Linked DNA regions of Danio rerio: region 1 is linked to region 2. The links are chromatin contacts, called in public Micro-C maps. All regions are on one chromosome and are shown on one strand. The core of a region is the stretch at or near the end of the contact, and the rest is flanking DNA. Distances in the headings are between cores, read along the strand shown.

The links. Hi-C and Micro-C count contacts between places; a contact is called where the count stands out from the background.
Region 1: a contact with region 2 is called in a Micro-C map of caudal fin, with 4 times the contacts expected there. The contact joins two enhancer-like sites. A contact is called at or near these places in 2 of 18 Hi-C or Micro-C datasets (caudal fin and an unstated tissue).

What each region holds. Positions count from the first base shown.
Region 1 is chr21:7,870,360-7,876,827 of GRCz12tu, forward strand. The region is part of intron 4 of col5a1 (procollagen, type V, alpha 1); the gene reads left to right. Among named protein-coding and RNA genes, the nearest start is that of col5a1, 89 kb to the left of the region's middle. Within about 2 kb of position 1,667, at least 11 of the 62 cell types and tissues checked have an H3K27ac peak or open chromatin away from gene starts, as enhancers often do.
Region 2 is chr21:7,710,939-7,717,368 of GRCz12tu, forward strand. It overlaps LOC137488861 (a long non-coding RNA gene), which reads left to right. Exons shown (of 12, transcript XR_012397134.1): 3 at 1,532-1,722; 4 at 4,563-4,822. Among named protein-coding and RNA genes, the nearest start is that of cenpt, 53 kb to the left of the region's middle. Within about 2 kb of position 1,558, at least 16 of the 62 cell types and tissues checked have an H3K27ac peak or open chromatin away from gene starts, as enhancers often do.

The DNA.
Region 1 (6,468 bases), core at 417-2,916, 160 kb after region 2:
ATCCGTGCGTGCGCACATTTGTGCAGGTGGTATCGTTCATTTCAAGTCTTCATCACATTTCGAGTCGTTCATCGCGGAAAGGCAGAAGCCATCATACGCGTTTAGAGCCGGAAAAAGATTTGATCCGTTCATCTCTCGAGTCTTCTATCGGGTTTGAATCACTCGTTCATCACGGGCCAATCATACGCGTTTAGAGCCGGAAAAAGATTTGATCCGTTCATCTCTTGAGTCTTCTATCGGGTTTGAGTCACTCGTTCATCACGGGCCAATCATACGCGTTTAGAGCCGGAAAAAGATTTGATCCGTTCATCTCTCGAGTCTTTTATCGGGTCTGAGTCACTCGTTCATTATGGGCCAATCATATGCGTTTAGAGCCAAAAAAAGATTTGATCCGTTCATCTCTCGAGTCTTCTATCGGGTCTGAGTCACTCGTTCATCACGGGCCAATCATACACGTTTAGAGCCGGAAAAAGATTTGATTCGTTCATTTCTCGAGTCTTCTATCGGGTCTGAGTCACTCGTTCATCACGGGCCAATCATACGCGTTTAGAGCCGGAAAAAGTATTGAACCGCTCTTCTCTCGAGTCCTCGGGTTTGAGTCATTCTGTCACGTAAATAACGAATGACTCAAGACTTGAAAGGTGAACTAATTATCATGGCTCCTATCGGCTCAGATTGTGTACATTGGTTAAAATTATATGTGACTGCCAGTTTAATATGAACGAACCCCTGACATTAGAAGACATGAAGAGGTGAGCTGAGTAAAGAGACAAAAATGCCTTCATTGACAAACGAGCAGGTAAACATTGAAGTATCATTTTCTCCTTCTTATAGAATTCTTTTTTTGACTTATTTGTCGTGTGATCAACCTTTTGGGCTAGTTGTATCAGTGTTTGGAAGCAATTTGTAACATTTATTAACAATTTGCCAAATTGAACCAAATGAACGAAATGACTCGAAAAAAGATTTGTTCTTCTTGATCGAGATCCGAGTCAGTAAAATGATCCGAACTTCCCATCACTACTGTGCAGTGCTGTAGCTGCTTAAATTGGATAACTACGCTACCTTATTTCAATACTGGTCATAATGGTGGTACTTAGAGAGACTATTTTTTTCTGAGGTGGTACTTGGTGAAAAAAGTTTGAGAACCACTGGTCTATACTGGACATTATTTCTGTTAAGTGACAAGACTTTTGTTTAAGCAAAGTCAGCCCTTACTGTCCTAATTAAATAATTAAAAAAATCAAGACATGATCATATTGTATTTTGGTAAAATAAACATAATCTAGAGGCCTTTGCCTTTCCTATAAGCTACTTCTGATCGGAAATGATCAACTAGAAGTTTACATTTACATTTAGCAGAAGTTATTTATTGTTATTCCTAAAACTTGAATAGGCGACAAGGCTTTTGTCAGGTAGTGTATATGAGCATAATCATACAAATCTACACACATTTTGTACACACATATTTGTTCAATTAATATGCAATATCTGAAATATGTTTCCATGAAAGTGTCCGTACATGCAGTGTGTGAGAGAGAAAGTGTTGCATGTGTGTTCAAAATGGCAGGACAGAACAAGGAATCATGATGTTTTGGTGCACTGAGAGGAACGTGCTGTACTCTGGGCTTCCTACCAGAACAGTTTGGGATCATTCCTCTGTTCTTGCTCATTATTAGCTGTGCTGTCTGTCGCCCTCTCCTGTCCACTGCAGCCACGCCACACTCAAGCGAGAGAGAGAGAGAGAGAGAGAGAATGTATGTGTGTGGGTGAAAGAAAGAGAAAGAATGCGTGTGTGGGTGTGTGTGTGTGTGCCTTGTTTACATAATCTACACTATTTATACTTGTTATTATAATTAATAATAGATTTTGTCTTCTTTTTCCTTTTTTCTGCTGTTTTCTGTCATTTATTTTTCTTTTATATTTTTGGATTAATTTGATGATGTAAGCATATTCCATATTTTAAACATTTCTGTATCTCTGTGTGTTTGTGTGTATGTGTGTGTGTTTGTATGTGTGTGTGTGTGTGTGTGTGTGTGTGTGTGTGTGTGTGTGTGTGTGTGTGTGTGTGTGTGTGTGTGTGTGTGTGTGTGTGTGTGTGTGTGTGTGTGTGCGTGCGTGCGTGTGTGTGTGCGTGCGTGTGCATGCAAGTGAGACAAAGAGAAAGAGAGAAAGAGTGTATGTGTGTGTGTGTGAGAGAGAGTGCGAGTGTGTATGTGTGTATAAGAAAGCACCTCTAATGTGAGTGTGTGTGTGTGTGTGTGTGTGTGTGTGTGAGAGAGTGAGAGAGAGAAAGAGAGTGTGTGTGTGTGTGTGTGTGTGTGTGTGTGTGTGTGTGTGTGTGTGTGTGTGTGTGTGTGTGTGTGTGTGAGAGAGAGAGCGAAAGAGAGAGAGTGTGTGAGTGTGGAAAAGTGTGTGCATGTGTGTGTGATTTAGTGAATGAATGTGTGGTGTGTGTGTATGAAGGAGAGAGAGAGTGTGTGTGTGTGTGCGTGCGTGCATGTGCATGTGCATGTGCATGTGCGTGTGTGTGTGTGCGTGCGTGCGCGTGCGTGCGTGTGTGTGTGTGTGTGTGTGTGCAAGAGAGAGAAAGAGAGTGTATGAATGTGAGAAAGTGTGTGCATGTGTGTGTGAGTGATTGAGTGAGTAAGTAAGTGTGTGTGTGTGTGTGTGTGTGTGTGTGTGTGAAAGAGAGTGTATGCATGTGAGTTTGTGTGGTCAGGTGTGTGTGACAGAGAAAGGTAGAGAGTGTGTTTGTTTGTGTGCGTGAGTGTATGTGTGTGAGTTTATGTCTGTGCACTGTACGTGTGTGTATGCACGTGTGAAAAGTGAGAGAGTGTGTGTGTGTGTGTGTGTGTGTGTGTGTGTGTAATTGAGTGAACGAGCTATTAAGTTTGTGTGAAAGAGAGAGAGTGTGTTCATATGTGTGTTTGTGTGGTGTGTGTGTGTGACAAAGAAAGTGAGAGAGTGTTTGTGTGTGAGAGAGAGAGTGTGTGTGTATGAGTGCATATGCGTATATGTGTAGTGTGTGTGTAGAGTGTTTTGGCTGCGCTCGTCACCACAGGCAGCTGCTGAAGCGGTTAGCTTGGACTCCAGAGAGAGATGCGGGGAGTTTTTGGCGAAACAGACGCTCGTATTTCAAACCTGCTGACAGTGCAGTGTCTATTATTCTCTCTCTCTCTCTCCTTCTTTCTCTCTGCCCCACATTAATCTGATCAATTTCTCCCGGACACACACACAGTCCCAGAATAGCTCAGTACACCTCTGTCTCACTCCTCTTCTGTTTCTGCTTAACTCTTGTCTGTTTTCCCTTCTCTTGTCACACTATTACATTAATTCTGCATGTTTAAAGGCGCAGTTCACCCAAAACTGAAGATTCTGTCATCATTTACTCACCCTTCACCCTTTGTAAACCTGTTTGAGTCTCCCTCTTCTGTTGAACACAAAAGAAGATATTTTGAAAAATGTTGGAAACCGGTAACCGTTGGCTTCTTTTAGGTTTTCCTATGTCAGGTTGGCAGTTTGTAACATTGATTCATTCGTCTTCCTTTGGCTTAGTCCCTTATTTCTCAGGGGTCACCACTGCGGAATGAACCGCCAACTTTTCTGGCATATGTTTAACACAGTGGATGCCCTTCCAGCTGCAAAATAGTACTGCGAAACATTCATATACACTCTTATTCACACACACACATGCCTTATTTACACTAGCAGCAACTTTGTAGCTGCCTGTCGCTCTGGGTGGCGACCTACTTTAAACTCTGGTCTGTGTGGGTCTATACAGCACAAACACAATCGGCCTCTGAGCGAGCTGAGCGAGGATCACGTGAGCTTTACTGATGCTCCTATTGGCTGTTGCTCAAGAAAGTCGCTCTTCATATGTATAAAGGTGAAGGATTCTCAAAGCCCACCTAGTCACCAACAGTCGCTCACGTAGATGGAGGGTGCCGGAAGTCGCTCACTCTCTGTTAAAATGAATGGCTTCATGGCTCTATCTCTTTGTCGATTGTTGCTTTGTCGATTGTTGCTTTGTCGCTTGTTGCTTTGACGCGTTGTGGCTTTGGCACTTTGTTGCTTGGTCGTTAGGTCACTTGTTGCTTTGTTGTTTTTGTCGCTTTGACACTGGACGCTTTGATGCTTGATGCTTGGTCACTAGGTCACTTTGTCGCTTTTTTGTTTGTCGATTTGACGATTGACCCTTTGTCGCTGTTGCTTTGACATGACGCTTTGTCGTTGTCGATTTGACACAACGCTTTGTCACTAAGTCTCTAGTTAGTTCACTTGTTGCTTTGTCATTTGTCACTTTGTTGCTTTGTAGTTTGTCGCTTGGTCGCTTTGACACTTGACACTTTGACGCTTGAAGCTTTGTCAGTTGGTCGTTTGTTGCTTTGTTGCTTGTCGCTTTGTTGTTTGTTGATTTGTCACTTTGACTCTTGTAGCTTTGACACTTGACGCTTTCTCGCTGTCACTTTGTCATTTGTCGCTTTGTCACCTGTCATTTTGTAGTTTGTCTCTTTTCGATTTGTCACTTATCGCTTTGTTAATTTATGCTTTGTCATTTGTCACTTTGACGCTAGTCGCTTTGTCATTTGTCGGTTTGTCCGTTGTCGATTGTCGCTTTGTCTTTTGTCGCTTTGTCGTTCATTACTTTGTCCTCTGTCACTTTGTCATTTGTCGCTTTGTCACCTGTCATTTTGTAGTTTGTCTCTTTTCGATTTGTCACTTTTCGCTTTGTTAATTTATGCTTTGTCATTTGTCACTTTGACGCTAGTCGCTTTGTCATTTGTCGGTTTGTCCGTTGTCGATTGTCGCTTTGTCTTTTGTCGCTTTGTCGTTCATTACTTTGTCCTCTGTCACTTTGTCATTTGTCGCTTTGTCACCTGTCATTTTGTAGTTTGTCTCTTTTCGATTTGTCACTTATCGCTTTGTTAATTTATGCTTTGTCATTTGTCACTTTGTCGCTAGTCGCTTTGTCATTTGTCGGTTTGTCCGTTGTCGATTGTCGCTTTTTCTTTTGTCGCTTTGTCGTTCATTACTTTGTCCTCTGTCACTTTGTCATTTGTCGCTTTGTCACCTGTCATTTTGTAGTTTGTCTCTTTTCGATTTGTCACTTTTCGCTTTGTTAATTTATGCTTTGTCATTTGTCACTTTGTCGCTAGTCGCTTTGTCATTTGTCGGTTTGTCCGTTGTCGATTGTCGCTTTGTCTTTTGTCGCTTTGTCGTTCATTACTTTGTCCTCTGTCACTTTGTCAATTTTTCGTTTGTCACTTTGTCGCGTGTCACTTTGTGGTTTGTTGCTCATCACTTTGTGCTTTGTCATTTTGTCGCTTTGTCGTTTGTCACTTGTCCCTTTGTCGTTTGTCACTTGTTCCTTTGTCACTTTGTCGTTTGTTGTTTGTCGCTTGTTACTTTGTCCTTTGTCGCTTGTCGCTTTGTCGCTTGTCGCTTGTCGCTTGTCACTTTGTCGTTTGTCACTTTGTCACTTTGTCCAGCCACTTTGTTGTTTGTCGCTCGTCACTTTGTCGCTTGTCACTTTGTGGTTTGTTGCTCATCACTTTGTGCTTTGTCATTTTGTCGCTTTGTTGTTTATCCCTTTGTCGTTTGTCACTTGTTCCTTTGTCCTTTGTCACTTTGTCGTTTGTTGTTTGTCGCTTGTTACTTTGTCCTTTGTCGCTTGTCGCTTTGTCCTTTGTCGCTTTGTCGCTTGTTACTTTGTCGTTTGTCACTTTGTCACTTTGTCCAGCCACTTTGTTGTTTGTCGCTCGTCACTTTGTCCTGTCACTTTGTCATTTGTCGCTTGTCACTTTGTCCTTTCTCACTTTGTTGCTTGTCGCTTTGTCCTTTGTCGCTTTGTCACTTGTCACTTTGTCGTTTGTTGCTCGTCACTTTGGCCTTTGTCATTTTGTCGCTTTGTTGTTTGTCGCTTTGTCGATCGTCACTTTGTCCTTTGTCGCTTTGTCGTTTGTCGCTTTTTCGTTTGTCGCTTTGTCGATTGTCACTTTGTCCTTTGTCGTTTGTTGCTTGTTACTTTGTCATTTGTCCTTTGTCCTTTGTCACTTTGTCCTTTGTCACTTTGTCACTTTGTCGTTTGTCACTCGTCACTTTGTCACTTGTCACTTTGTCATTTGTCGCTTTGTCCCTTTGTCACGTTGTCACTTTGTCATTTGTCGCTTGTCACTTCGTCCTTTGTCCTTTGTCTTTTTGTCACTTTGTCCTTTGTCACTTTGTCACTTTGTCGCGTTGTCGTTTGTCGCTTTGTCACTCGTCACTTTGTCCTTTGTCCTGTCACTTTGTCACTTTGTCATTTGTCATTTGTCACTTTGTCACTTTGTCCATTGTCTTTTTGTCACTTTATCACTTTCTCCTTTGTCTTTTTGTCACTTTATCCTTTGTCACTTTGTCCCTTTGTCACTTTGTCCTTTGTCACTTTGTCCTTTGTCACTTTGTCCTTTGTCACTTTGTCCTTTT
Region 2 (6,430 bases), core at 308-2,807:
TTAGTATACAATGATTTGCCTAATTGCCCTAATCTGCCTGATTAAGCATTCAAATGTCACTTTAAGCTGAATACTCAACACAATCTCACGGCAATTCGTAACTTTTTCATTTAGTGGCAAATTCGTACGATCTAATTCGTACATTTTAGTACGATTTGCGTATCCCCCGATGACGGTTGGGTTTAGGGGTGGGGTTAGGTGCCACGCCTCCTTTTTAAATTCGTACATTTTCTTACGACTGAACTCGTACGAATTCGTACGAATTAGCCACTAAACTGCCAAAACGTAAAATACTTGCGTTTTCTCATGAGATCAGGCTGGAATACTAGTATATTGAAAAATATCTGGGCTCTCAGTGCAGCCCAGACTCGTCAGCGCTACCAAACCGACCAATCACAGAGCTTGCGCTACGCGTCAGTGCGACATGTAGTTACATTTTTTGAGAGGTGCACGTCAGCGATGCCTACGGCCACGGCATAGGGCTGTGCGTCAACGCGTAGGCTGCGCCGTAGCATACGCGTGCGCTTGACGCAGAAGTATAAATCAGCCTTAAGACTGCTGCCCCCACGCCCGACCCCAGACAAGCAGATGAAAATGAATTAATTAATTCAATTAGCTGACTCTTTTGTCCAACACTATAAAAAATGTCGGGTTTCACACAATTCCTTCATGTTGTCTCAACACAAATCGATTAAGTTAACTTAATGCTTTTCACAAATTTAAGTGAATTAAACATAAAACAATTAAGTTGTCCCAAAAAATGTAAAAAATTGTTTCATCATTGTAAATAAGTAGTTTGAATGAGAAGCAAAAGTCATTTTTTAAATCGAAGCGACTTACAAATATGAAGTTGCTGAGTTGCTCTTCATTATTGTGTTTTGTTGTGCACAGGCTTTTCAAAGACAGCCAAAGTAGCATTACATCACAGACATGCAGAGAAAGACCTCAAGGGTTTAAGGTGCAATTTGGAATTGGGCCCTAATGAGTCTGAAGACCTTGATTAGCTGGTTCAGGCATGTTTAATAAGGCTGAACTCTTCAGACTAAAGGCCCTCGAGCAACTACTTTGGACACCCGTGTGCTTGAGTGCTCATTGTAAGACTTTGAAAATTAATTCAGAATTGAAGGGATAGCTCATCGTACAGTAAATGAACATATACTCACTATTCACATACAGTTGAAGTCCACTTTCGCTTTTGGGTGAACTATCCCTTTATTTTTAGGAGTGATTTGACTTGAAGGTCAGTAAACTGTCAACGGCAACAAATCTCCCAACACCAACAACAGCTCCTCGCCGTATTTATATTCTCTTTCAGGTGGCGTTGTATTAGCAGGTCTGTATTTGTAGATGTAGTTTGGGAGAGAGGACATGTCTTCACACTCTTAAGGCTGCTTTGCAAAACCATATATCATGCTTTCTCTTTGTTTCCTCCCCTTCTCTACATCCAAGGCAAATGTTCCCCCATCCATATCTTCCTCTTTGGCCTGTGTATATATATGTGTGTGTGTGTTTGTCTGATTTTTGGATGCAGAGACGGTGCAGGAAGCAGAGCCCATGATGACATCACCACCCCTCCGTTCCAGCGCGCATCTGGAAACGCTCAAGTTTCAGAGAGAGGGAGAACAGCAGGAACGTGAGGGAAAAGTACAAACGATCTTGGCGAATCTTCACCAGCACTTCGTATAGAGAGAGGAGAGGAGAGGAAAGCAGAGAGAAATGGAGGTGGGCTTTTAGGTAAAATCAAGAGTATGAACTATGAAGGTGTTGGATCTCTTGTTGATGGGATGTCTTGCAATATTGAACAAAGCTGTTTTAAATCTACCGTTGAATTCAGGATTATTAGCCGTCCTGAATTATTAGTCACCCTCAATTGGGAAATACTTGAAAAAAAAATAGTAATAATTCACACGAGGGCGAATAATTTGGACTTTAACTGTACATGATACAGCAACACAGGCTCCTTCTAAACATGTACCCCCATGTGCATTTCTAGAGAGTGCAAACTATATAGCCAAAGGTACGTCTGACTGCATTTTGTCTTTAAAATGAATGCTTTGGGGTGGTACGATAATAATAATAATAATTCCTTGCGTTTATATACTGCTTTTCTGGGCGCTCAAAGCACTTTACACATAGGGGGAATCTCCTCATCCACCACCAGTGTGCAGCATCCATATGAATGACGCGACGGCAGCCATATTGCACCAGACCGCACACCACACATCAGCTGATTGGTAGAGAGGAGAGAATGATGAAGCCAATTATAATATGGGGATGGTTAAGAGACCATGATGGACAGAGGCCAGTGGGTAGACTTGGGCAGGATGCCAGGGTTAAACCCCTACTCTTTTTCGAAGGACATCCTGGGATTTTTAACAACCACAGAGAGTCAGGACCTCGGTTTAACGTCTCATTAGAAAGACGGCTCTCACTGAGCAGTATAGAGTCCCTGTTGCTCTACTGGGGCATCAGGACCCATGCAGACTGCAGGTGGGTGCCCCCTGCTGGCCTCACTAACACCATTTCCGGCAGCAACCTAGCTTTCCCATGTGGTCTCCCATCCAGGTACTGCCCTGCCTAGCTTCAGTGGGCGACCGTGTGAGAGTTGCAGACAGCTAGATGCCACCAACAGCTTCTGTTTGTTTTTGCGCTACCAACTGACCGATTACCTTGGTGTGGACTGCTTTCCGCTGTCATCAGTTTACCCCGTAGCTTGCTGCATACGTCGGTGGACTTTAGACCCAGAGCAAAATTGACCACAACGATGAGGTTTGAGTCTGGCGAAGAACGGTCCCAGAAAGCAGGTAAAACAAAAGGCAAAAAAATAAAATAAACAACTAAACGACAGGGTGAGAATGTTGTAAGATCTGAAAGCGTGGTAACATTAAATCGGCTGCAAGGACTTTTCTCGTTTGGGATCGCTATTAAAAACACTATCGGATGGGTTTAGGGAAGACGGTGGGTGGGTCAATCAGTCAGTCAGTCGACAGTGGCCTCTGGTGGATTTAAACGAGAACAACAGGCGCGGATGGCAATCTAGAGAGATATTTGAGATCTTTAAAGGCATATACCACAGCCTCTGGTGGATTTGTGAAAACAAAAAGTGCAAGTAAGACGCACCTCCTGGGTTGTATTTCGCAGTCTCCTGAAATAAATATAGGGCTACGTATCAAAAATCAATAATAACTCAATATATATATTGTGATATTGAACATGCTAAATATTTATATCATGGGCCCTTCAAAATTTTGTGAATGATTATTATTGCTTTAACTTTTAAAATGTGCCAGAAAATAAAAATAAAAATGTTTAGATGTTACTTTCAGTCTGTTAATTTCAAGGATATCTATAAGCTAGGGTGCTCCAAAACAATGACAAATTTCACATTTAGAAAAATTTAAAACATATAAAAATCCAAAGCTTGCAGTTCGTCACATCCGTCTAAATCGATCAATGATTTGTTTCTCTTCACCTCATACTTCATCTCATCAAATCTTGACCAATCAAATTCTCTCTAATTTCTGACATGCCCCACCCCCTTAGAGACGCTTCTCATTTCGTTTGATGCGCTTGAGCTCAACCACTCTCACTGGCAGAGCGGTGATAAAGCAAAATGCTATTGGTTGTTTTATAAAAGTCATTGTAGGCAAGTCATTGTATAACGATAGTTTGTTCTGTAGACAATAATATTACTTAAGGGGGCTAATAATATTGACTCTACAATAGTTTTTCAGAAATTAAAAACTGCTTTTATTCTAGCCTGAAATAAAACAAATAATTAATATTATAGGAAATACTGTGAAAAATCTCTTGATTTGTTAATCATAGTTAGGGAAATAAAAAAAAAAGAAACAAAAATTCACACAAGGGCTAATAATCGTGAATACAGTTGTAAATCAATGTTTATAAAATGATTTAAGCAGCATTCAAACATAATCAAGTTGAACGGCAAAACCAATATGTAAATGAATATCAGAATTTTTGTGTTTGGCATATCCAGAGCTGGTGTGCTCTGTAAGTGTGAGTAAAGGAGTGTAAGCTAAGGTGCTCCAAAACAATGACAAAATTCACATTTAGAAAATTTAAAACATATAAAAATCCAAAGCTTGCAGTTTGTCACTTCCGTCTAAATCGATCAATGATTTGTTTCTCTTCACCTCATACTTCATCTCATCTAATCTTGACCAATCAAATTCTCTCTAATTTCTGACATGCCCCACCCCCTTCAAGACGCTTCTCATTTCGTTTGATGCGCTTGAGCTCAACCACTCTCACTGGCAGAGCGGTGATAAAGCAAAATGCTATTGGCTGTTTTATAAAAAGGGGAGGAGCTACTCCATGTCCCCGCCGCCTTCATTGTAAAATTAAGATTACGTCAAACACAACTGCACATTTCAAAGCACTTCACAGGACCTTTAATAATATTCAGATTGCTGTAACAATATTGCTCGAAGACTCAGTAGGTTGTTTCTTTTCAAACATAAATTTTCACATGTTAATCTGGCCAAGGACAGTAAACTATGTGACAGTTCATATGCCTTTTGTTTTTTTGCTTTAAACAGTTTTACTGGGAATCTCCTCATCCACCACCAGTGTGCAGCATCAATCTGGATGACAAGACGGCTGCCATATTGCACCAGACCGCACACCACACACCAGTAGATTGGTGGAGAGAAGACAGAGTGATGATGTCGATTATGATATGGGGATGGTTAGCAGATCATGATGGACTGAAGCCAGTGGGCAAATTTGGCCAGGATGCCAGGATTAATCCCCTACCCGAGACCTCGGTTTAACGTCTTATCCGAAAAACTCTAAACCTGTATGTATAATAAATCAATATACAACATATTTTTTTAAGTTATATGTGTTTTTGCATATTACTGTAGGTTCAATATTGTGATCATCATACCTCAATATTGTGATCATACACTCCATATTGTGATCAGCAACTAATCACAACAAGAAAGTTTGATAGCAGCAGAAGCCTATACTCTGGAATACTTGAATCTGATTGGTCAATCACAGAACTCTGTTGTCAAAGATTTGTTTTAAACTCACTGTCCAAGCAAACAATTTATTTCTAATAATTCATATTATTTAAATGTTTTAGCAAGGCCAGAGGACAAACTTGAACATTCTGAGAAGAAAAATCCAGCCGGTGAAATGAGGATGAATATTAGCTTGTGTCATGCCTCCTCCAAATTCTCACGACTGATTCTGCTCCTTAAAATACTGTCAGGCCGAAACGGTTACGATTCCAGAACTTAAACCCAGTTCTGGAGTGTCTCTGAGTGAGTGGGTGGGTGGGAATCCTGACAGCTGGCTGGAGGAAATCCTGTTTCCAGTCGACACACTTTTTTTTTTCCGTCTCACCTCCAGAGACATGCACAAACACCTCTCCTGCACCCATTTGGAAACCATTAACTCACAACGACATCCAGTTAAGGAAACCAGCCGTGTCTCCTCCCCTGGTTTCGTAAACAAGAGTGTTTCAGAGTGTTAACGAAATGTGATGAAAAGTATTTCATCATATAGCTACATAAGATGGATCAATTCGCAATCTAAAGCTATAGTGCAATTTAATAAGTCTTACAGGAGTATATTTGGAATCAGAGTTATTTAGCCCCCCTGTATAATTTTTCACAACACATTTCTAAAGATAATAGTTTTAATATGCGATTTCGTTTATCTTTGCCATGATGACAGCACTTAAATATTTGACTAGATATTTGTCTAGATATTAGTCACATTTTAAGGCTTAACTAGGTTACTTAGGCAAGTTAGAGTAATTAGGCAAGCCATTGCATAACGATAGTTTGTTCTGTAGACAATAATATTACTAAAGGGGGCTAATAATATTGACTCTAAAATAGTTTTTCAAAAATTAAAAACTGCTTTTATTCTAGCCTGAAATAAAACAAATAATTAATATTATAGGAAATACTGTAAAAAATCTCTTGATTTGTTAATCATATTTAGGGAAATAAAAAAAAAAATAAAACAATTCACACAAGGGCTAATAATCTTGACTTCAGTTGTAAATCAATGTTTATAAAAAGATTTAAGCAGCATTCAAACATAATCAAGTTGAACGGCAAAACCAATTTGTAAATGAATATCAGAATAAATGTGTTTGGCATATCCAGAGCTGGTGTGCTCTGTAAGTGTGAGTAAAGGGTTCGTATGGGGACCAGGAGAGTTTATATCTGCAGTGCTTTTTGTGGCCACTAGTGGGCAGATGTTCCTCAAACTTCACAGAGGGGTCATGTGACAAGCACTGCAAATCAAATCACTACCTCACAGGCGGCATCTGTTTTTTAATTTCTTTCTTCTTCTGCTTTATCGTGTTTCCCACAATGCATTTGTTTGTTAAAAAAGGTCTTCAGTCACAAGCACAACAAATGTGATTATAATCTAAATCTGTACC